Linked DNA regions of Zea mays: all the other regions are linked to region 3. The links are chromatin contacts, called in public Hi-C maps. All regions are on one chromosome and are shown on one strand. Each heading gives the region's core, a stretch centred on a gene start, on an enhancer-like site or on the middle of the called end of the contact. The rest is flanking DNA. Distances are from core to core; before and after follow the strand shown. Region 1 holds the start of LOC103647325 (serine/threonine protein phosphatase 2A 57 kDa regulatory subunit B' theta isoform). Region 2 holds the start of LOC100278146 (Protein SMG7). Region 3 holds the start of LOC100273017.

What was found. Hi-C and Micro-C count contacts between places; a contact is called where the count stands out from the background.
Region 1: a Hi-C map of endosperm shows a contact between it and region 3, with 7 times the contacts expected there. The contact joins the promoter of LOC103647325 here to the promoter of LOC100273017 in region 3. A contact is called at or near these places in 3 of 25 Hi-C or Micro-C datasets (bundle sheath, endosperm and an unstated tissue) and 1 of 3 datasets of contacts at active chromatin or transcription factors (leaf).
Region 2: a Hi-C map of leaf shows a contact between it and region 3, with 7 times the contacts expected there. The contact joins the promoter of LOC100278146 here to the promoter of LOC100273017 in region 3. A contact is called at or near these places in 3 of 25 Hi-C or Micro-C datasets (ear, leaf and tassel).

Annotation. Positions count from the first base shown.
Region 1 is chr2:175,975,386-175,978,102 of Zm-B73-REFERENCE-NAM-5.0, reverse strand. It overlaps LOC103647325 (serine/threonine protein phosphatase 2A 57 kDa regulatory subunit B' theta isoform), which reads right to left and starts at 1,251. Exons shown (of 5, transcript XM_020548470.3): 1 at 899-1,251; 2 at 681-753; 3 at 1-471. The coding sequence starts at 241.
Region 2 is chr2:176,195,582-176,198,569 of Zm-B73-REFERENCE-NAM-5.0, reverse strand. It overlaps LOC100278146 (Protein SMG7), which reads right to left and starts at 1,434. Exons shown (of 8, transcript XM_008671874.4): 1 at 1,140-1,434; 2 at 695-799; 3 at 1-316. The coding sequence starts at 772.
Region 3 is chr2:175,685,065-175,687,899 of Zm-B73-REFERENCE-NAM-5.0, reverse strand. LOC100273017 reads left to right here and starts at 1,288. Exons shown (of 12, transcript NM_001147467.1): 1 at 1,288-1,467; 2 at 1,887-1,949; 3 at 2,188-2,271. The coding sequence starts at 1,381.

The sequences.
Region 1 (2,717 bases), core at 2-2,501, 290 kb before region 3:
CATCCTTAAAGCTCGGCAACAGTCGGAAGTTGGAAGAGAACAAAGTATCATTTATCCTCGAGTCTTGGAACCCCGTACGGTTTCCATTCCCATAGATGTCCCCAGTACTAGACAGAATTGGCAGCTGGCCACTCAGGTCAGCAAATCCAGAACCTGACAGCAGCTGGTTGAACGTCCTCCCGCCACACTCCTTGCCTGCAGTTTTGGACGCCTTGCGCCGTCCAAATATCTGTTTCATCATACTACCCCACCCAGAACAGCTGACGCCACCCGAATCAATGCCGATAGGATTCAGATCCTCCACGGAACAAACAGCAAAAGTAGTGATCCTTGCTTCTTTTGCTGAAGCAGGAGCTACTACCACATACTAAACCCTAGCCCCCTCACTTGTGATCCATGGCATGCCCCCATCATCATACAAAGGAAAGCTTCAGTTATACAAGCTATCCTGACAAATCGAGACACTCCAACCTGCAGCAGCAGGAAATAGGAGTCAGCAAACAGGATGAACAACTCAGGCAGGCCAACACTAAGCAGGAATTATAGTACTACTACTGCAGGATATCGCAGGCAGGAGCAACCAAGGATGCTCATCGTCTACTACCCCTGTACTGTACACCCCCAAACGAATGTGAGGAACTAGGTGGAAAAGGCGCGCCGGGCGAAGACAGGAAGCCAACCTGAGGCGAAACCACGCGGCGCAGGTCCAGGAATCAGGATTGTGCGGGAGACCGACAGCGACCTCCCGTTCTTCTGTAAACCAAAGCAGAGAAACGCAACGGTCAACATGGACTGCGGGCGCCGGCCGGTGAACGGCGTCGAAGGAGAGGAGAGGAACCCCCTCCTCCCGCTCCACTGCGAGAACCGTCAGAACGGGGCCGGGAGAAGGCGGACGTACCTAGTACACGGCGGCGACGAGCTCGTCCTGCTGCGGCTGCGGGAGGTGGCGGGCGGGAGGAGGCGCAGCGACTCGATTGCGGTGAGAGGAAGGTGGCAGGAGACGGGACGGAAGCGGCGGGTGGAGGTGCAACGGGGCTCGGGAGCGGAGCGGGCCGCGGCGGCAGGAGGGAGAAGAACACGAGGAAGGAACGAAGGGGAGTTTCGTTGTTGGATCTCCTGCGCTCGGCTTCTACAGTACGATTATTTTAGTTTTGTTTCCGTTGCTGCCCCCCCTGCTTTTCTCTCAACCTCCCTCCCTCCCTCCGTCCAGAAGACGGCCATAGCAGAGCAGTTCTGTCCGGGAGCCAGGCCAGCGTGTCCTTTTCCGCTCTTTCCACGGTGTTTGTTTCGTCTCCATCCCTCCGTCTCTCTCTCTCTCTCTCTCTTCGGAGACACGGCAATGGCACACGCGTGACCTCAAAGCGCAGACAAGGCCACAAGGGCGTATGGCGCCATATGGGAAGGTCACGGCTTTGCGGTTAAACTGTCGTTGACTAATCTAGGAATTAGCGATGACCAAAAGTTTCTTTGTTTAAGTGGGTGTTTGGTTTCTAGGGACTAATTTTTAGTCCCTCAATTTTATTCTATTTTAGTCTATAAATTACTAAATATAGAAACTAAAACTTTATTTTAGTTTCCCTATTTAACAATTTATGAACTAAAATGGAATAAAGTGAAGGGACTAATGTTTAGTCTCTATAAACCAAACACCCCCTAAATCTATGTGGGAGGCGGCTAACATGGTGGGGTTGTATCACACTATGTATATTTTGGCATACAAGGGAGTGATCGGTTGGTGTGCCCTCGAGTATCGGACGTGTGTTGACCTATGCTATTAGGGAATCTCTCTCCCTAGCTTCTCCACACATGTAGGCGGGAGTTGAAAAAATCGCTGGTTGCACGCGTATGTGCGGGCTCACTTCATCCTATATAACCAACCTGCGGGCTCACTTCATCCTATATAACCAACCAATCACACGTGTGTTCAAAGTCAACGAATCAAACGAGCCTAGATACGGCCGACGTGTGTACTAATCACGCCCCAACTCTCCATTGTTCCATCATACCATGTTTCACTAGAATCCTTTTATCTCATACCCTCAATGTTGGTTTTTAGTTCAAGTTAAATCGAGTATGGTGTGACATGTTTAATTGCTTGCCATTAAGTGTTACATTAGTCATTTGTGACAAATATCAAAGCATTATTTTCTAGGCGATTGTACACTGCTCCAACCCTCTCTCATGCTCCTGCATGCCACTATTATATTTGTTCTATTGAAAATTATTACATTCTTTTTGTACACAACAGAAATGTGTCATATATATCTAGTACTTTACTATATGATCTACAATGCTCCACCACTCCATCCATATGATGATTGTACCGTGCTTCTAAAGATATGACCTACAATGTCTTCTGATAGGTGATCACACAACGCTCTAAGCTCTATTTATCTATATGCCCCCAACATAAAAATGGAGAATTTCTATGAGCTAAAATAATTTTCATGGACTTTTAGGTCAGCCCGCAAAAATGAACAATTTATATCGATCATAGCTTAACCAATGGAAACAAGGTAATTTATATCAACTTAAACCGCTCAACCGACGGAAATTACTATTTCCATCGTCTCTTCTCTCGACTGACGGATATTATGTATTCACCCCCGACCCAAGTTCTCGAGTACTTGTCTCCCTCTCCTCACACTCTCCTTGTTTAGCATGTGAGGAAATTAAGATTAGCACCCAAATATTCACTCTTTTTCTACGAATTGAGA
Region 2 (2,988 bases), core at 185-2,684, 510 kb before region 3:
AGTCATGATAGAAGCCAGTTGCTTCTGAAAGGAAGCTTTTGAAGGCTGATTTAATTCTCTTGACTCGATCTGGGTTAGTGTTGCTCTTCCCACTCTGAGATGCAAGTGAGCTAGCTGCACTAATGTTCCTCCTGAAGTCCTCAATTCTTTTGTAATGCAACTGCCATAGGAGATACTCTACATCTCTCTGTTCAGAGAGGTCGTGATCTATGAGAATTATCTTCTCAAAGTTGTCACGCATCTGAAGCCATATGTTGGGATCTGATGGGACTTTGGATTGTGCGGACTTACGAAGCTGGTCTTCAAGTTCATTATTCTGCATAATAACATTGCAATGTCACAACTTTATCATTATGCTTTGCGTAAACATGATTATCAATTGCATTTCCTTGCCACATGGGAGAACCCAGAATACTAGCAAAGCTTGACTTATATCTGATGAACAATTAGCTCAGGGTATTCTTCTTTCTTAAGCAATTTATCAAGTAAACGAATTAGCCTATGTAAAGACATATAAACTATCCCAACTGCTCCAGAATCCACAGTACCCGACGATTAACATAAAACAAGCAGCGCCAGGCATCCAAAAAAACGTGAAAAGGCCAGGGGCATAGCGGAAACTATGGATCAAAAACCCATAGTGTCGACCAGTAGTATAACATCCTAAGGAACAAGAGGAACTAATAGCCTTTACCCTAGTAAGGAGACGCTCGGCAAGGTCCCGCGTGGAGGATGGGGCTGCGCTAGCACTATCCATGGGAACAGTCATCATCCATCAACAGTACACGAGTTTCAGCACCTGCAGCCAAATTACGAGCCCATGAGTCACCGACGAAAAGCAAACATCGCGCCAGAAAAGTACCAATCCAATCTCGAAAGCGAGTATCCGAGTCCCGACCCGAGCAAACGAAACCCTAATCCCCCTCCTAGACGCGTAGAAGGATGAATCTACGCGCCCGGCTACGATCCCCGGCGACCAGCAACAAATCCGCGGATCTCCTCAAATCCCGGTCAACCCGAGGCGGGTGACCGCGAAATCTCGGCTCAAAATCCACGGTTCCGCACCGGGAAAACTCGCGATCGGGTCCAAGAGGAGGACGAATCCAAGGAAATCGCGAGTTCTGGGGAGGAATTCGTACCTGCGCGTTGCTTGCTATCGCGACGCGAGCGAGTGGGGAGGGGAATTTGGGGGCAGATGGCAGAGCGAGGGAAAGAGGAAGAGGAGGAGGAGGAGGAGGAGGCGATTTCCTTGTTTGTTTGTCGTCGTCGCCGTGTTGGGATTGGACTCCCTCGGCGACGGAGAAATTTAACTTTTTGTCATTATAAAAAAACATCAACTCTGATTATTACTTTTATGACTGTCTTTATAGAGAGGAGTTTGAACTAATGGTTGGCCATTTTTTTGCACGCCGCGCCCGTCACGCCGAAGCCCAATCAGCACGTAGACGTGAAATGACGACGCTGCCCCTCCTGGTTCTAGACCCCTAGGGATTACAATGCAAGATTGCATGGACAGTTCTGTGGACCGGGTTCATAGCTCATTGCTCGGCTGGCTGTTCGATTCGGCGTAGAATAGCCAGCTCCACGCACGCGCCACGCCCTCAGCCCGGCCAGCTTGTTACTCCATCTGCTACTTCACCAGAGCCCCAGGAAGAGTTGTTGTTGGACGTGGCACAGGAGCAGCCACAGTGGCGCCGAGTGGGCGTGTGTGTCGCGCCAACTGTAGAGTGAGCGGCCTAGAGTGGAAGTGAGCCCAGTAGCTGTGTGGCTGTGGCCGTGGGCCGTGTAGTTGTGTTTGTGCCTCTTGTGAGGGGTATAAAAAAATGAGAATACAATCCTGTCCTCCTACCTCCTCTTCCCTCTCTATCTTCCTCCTTCCCATTCTTCCTCCTTACTAGTTAGGTACCCGTGCGTTGCGACGGCTCATAAATTCTCACAAATTACAAATCTAAATGTCATAGCCCAATACATACATGTTAGGTGTGTTTATATGCCATGGAAAAATCATTTCTATTTTTGCACATTGTCTCAAAACTCTAAAAAGCTATAACAAAAGAACATATCATAGTGTTCATGAAAAAAGGACACGTTGCGGACGGTAAATAAATTTGTTCATTTTGAAGCTATAGAAAGATGCATTTATTTATCATTTTGAAGCTATAGAAAGATGCAAAGTACATGGTAAAAGCCATTCTATGTGAAGAATGTGAAGGTTTCGTGTACTTCGATCTGCATTTGGAGCAATGTATTTGCCACCATCTCTATCCAGATCAAATTACAGCGTGAACTCAGTGCAATCATTAATCTGGCAAGCAAGTATTAATAAACATGACAATATCAACAAAAAAGTAAGTGTTAATTTTTTTATTTAGACTGATTGTAATTACTGCACACATCAAGCGTCCCCTAAAGTACATGAACAATACAACTAATTGAACAAAGTGAAAGTTATAAGAACAAATCTTAATCGTGGTATCTCTCATATAATCGTATTCAGAGCGCTTCAGCTGGAGTTGCAAAAGATGGGGGAATCAAGGAAAAGAATGTCCTTCCTCGCATCCTGCGATATCAAGATTGAATCCAGTCATGAGATACCGTAAAAAATAAACTATAGAAAAAGGTTATCATAACTTACAAACTTCCTTCATCAGTCTGTAAAAAAAGAACAGGAAGTAAAGGAATATCACATGCACCCTACATGTTCACCATATGGCTATACCGTGCAATAATTTAGTTGTTTCCTATCTTAGTAAATGAATACATTGAAGCTCACAAATAACATAAATATCTTGATCAATAGACCAACTCTATTTGGTTTTCATCTTAACAAACAACAAGATGGTTTGTTACCTGCAGACCATGATTCTTTGTGTGATCCTTACCACCCCTAATTGCAAGACCTCTAGCTCAAAAATAGCAAAACACTCCCCACTCCATGCAAGCAGCAAACACAGTACAACAAGTAAACAAAGCAAGTGGACAACGACA
Region 3 (2,835 bases), core at 39-2,538:
ATCCAAGGTTCGATCCCTAGGCAGCCACGGTTTGATTTTTTTTCTGCACGCGGAAAACTGGTGTGCGGGATTGGACGACTGAGATTGTAGAACGGTAGAATGGACGGCTGAGATCGCAGAATGACAGAACACAAAAAGGCAGGCTACTATTGCTAACTTAACAAGTAGTAGAGAAAAATAATATTATAGAAATTGGAATGAACCCATTTGGATTTAATATGAAATTTTCATGAATTAAATGGGTTTCTGCAATTATTTTTAAAATAAAAATCAATTTCTAAACTCATTTTCCCTTTTTTTCTTTATTTCCTGGACTACGTCCCAAATTCTAGAAAGATCAGGGGCCAAGCTTTAAATGTTTTTCTAGACTCAGTGAGCATACAGAGTGGACGGTGGGTTAAACACAAAAGACGTTTTAGTTGAAGTTGTACACAATTCAACATGAGTTATGTTGGCTAGAGGGTGAATGCTAGGCATTCTGCTCAATAGATCCAAGGTTCGATCCCTAGGCAACCACGGTTTGATTTTTTTTTCTGCGCGCGGAAAACTGGTGTGCGGGATTGGACGGCTCGGAAAACTGGTGTGCGGGATTGGACGGCTGAGATTGTAGAACGGTAGAATGGACGACTGAGATCGCAGAATGGCAGAACACAAAAAGGCAGGCTACTATTGCTAACTTAATAAGTATAGTAGAGATATATATATAATTATAATTATTATAAAGGGCCTCTTTTATAAGTCTTGTCCTGCGCCTCCAAAATGTCAGGACCGGCACTGCTTCGAGGGCAAGCTAAGAGCATCTCCAACAACGTGACCTATAAAAATGCCTTATAATTTAAAAATAAGTAAATTTTATAGAATTTAGGGCACCAACAAAACACTCTGCTCCAACAGTAAAGCCTTAAATCTAGATTATAGGGCAGCCCACTACGGTGTAGTATATTTGAGGCACTTGAGATGGTGCCCTATAGTTTTTTGACAAAATTTGTTTAATTGAGGCACTGTTGGAGTGGTTTTTCCTGTGTAGAGCCCTATATTTCGATTTGAGGCATTAGTTTGAGGCATTATTGGAGATGCTCTAAGGAAGGCACCGCGTTCGGCCAAGTCAAGCGTTTTGCGATTTTTCTTGCGCTAGCATAGCATAGACGACGAATAGCCGCGACCGCGACGCGCAGTGCCGTCGGTTTCCTTTTTCCATTTCATCCCTCCCACTCCGTGGTCCGTGCGGCCTCCTCTGCCGGCCCGCAGCCCGCTCGGCAACCAGACGTCCAGACCTCTTTGGGCGACCGTGACTCGAGCCGTTGGAGATCCACACTTTCCTCCCTCCATCGTTTCTCGATCTCTCGACCGGGCGAGGGCGACGCCGCCCGCGCGCGCGCCATGGATGTGGAGTACGACGTGATCGTGCTGGGCACCGGGCTCAAGGAGTGCATCCTCAGCGGCCTCCTCTCTGTGGACCGCCTCAAGGTACGTTACGCTACTACGACGCCTCCATCGATCCCCTCCTCTCTCTCCCTCCGTCGTCGGCCACTTCTAATAAGATCGCGCCCTGGTGGTTATCCATTTTCCGTATGATTTTTTTTAAAACTGGCCGGGATCGAAAACTTCATTGAAATGCAAGCTCTCTTAATGAATAAAAACAAAAGGCGAGGTGACAATAATGAATCATTTTCGGCCTTTCCTCGTCACCAATTTACCGGGACAAGACACTAACACCGCCAAAATAAACTATGTCTTTCTTACTCATAAACAGTTCGGTCATCATCATAGTATTGATTGATCTGGTAAACATACATGTGACGCAGCTGGCAATATTTGCGGGCATTGTAATTATCACGGTGTCCTGACGAACGCATTAATTCGTAATTCTGCATGCATGTCATCAGGTGTTGCACATGGACAGGAATGACTACTACGGCGGAGACTCCACATCGCTCAATCTCAATCAGGTGACAATGCAAGGCTGATATGTCTGTTGGCGATATTTTGGAGTGCCTCGCCCCTCATTTCTCTGAGGTTGTGGGTAATGGCGATCCATGAGACTCGCCTGTATATATAGCAAGTTCCTGATGATAAACAATGCACATGGTTTTTTTGTCTATCTTGTTTATGAGGCGCTCTTTGGATTCTACCTGCTGTTCGTAATGATGTCCTAAACTATGCTGTAAATTAAACTGCTATTTGCAGCTCTGGAAACGGTTCAAGGGTGAAGAAACACCGCCTGCGCACATAGGAGCTAGCAGAGACTACAACGTTGATATGGTTCCAAAGGTCTGGTCTTTTCCATTTTAGTACTTTTTTTGTTTTTTGATTTCTTCAGGAAATCTACTTTCATTATTTTATTATCTGTACCAAAATATAATTCGTTTTAGACTAAATATATATTCATTAATTTACTTATGAACGTAGTTTGTATACATGTCTATATTCATCATCATTCATTTGAATGTTGACAGAAAAAAGAGGATAAAGAACTATATTTTGGAACGGAGAGAGTATATAGTATATTGGACTGAGATATCTAGGACCCAATTGCAATGATGACATGCAGTAATGCTTCTTGAGATTGGCTATAAACTTGGAACTTCTATCATAGTTATATGTGTAACTGTGGGATCTGTGATGCACTTCCATATATGTAATTATGTATTTAACCAGAACATGCTACACTTGGACGTGTTTCAATGTGGCTTCAACTCACATGATTAATTGTAGTTTATTATGCCCTGTTTGGAATCTCTACAGCTAATAGTTAATTACTAAAATTAGTTGTAGAGGTTCCAAACATCCCTGGCTAATATTTTATCTAATTGTTAGCTAACTCACAGCTAACAA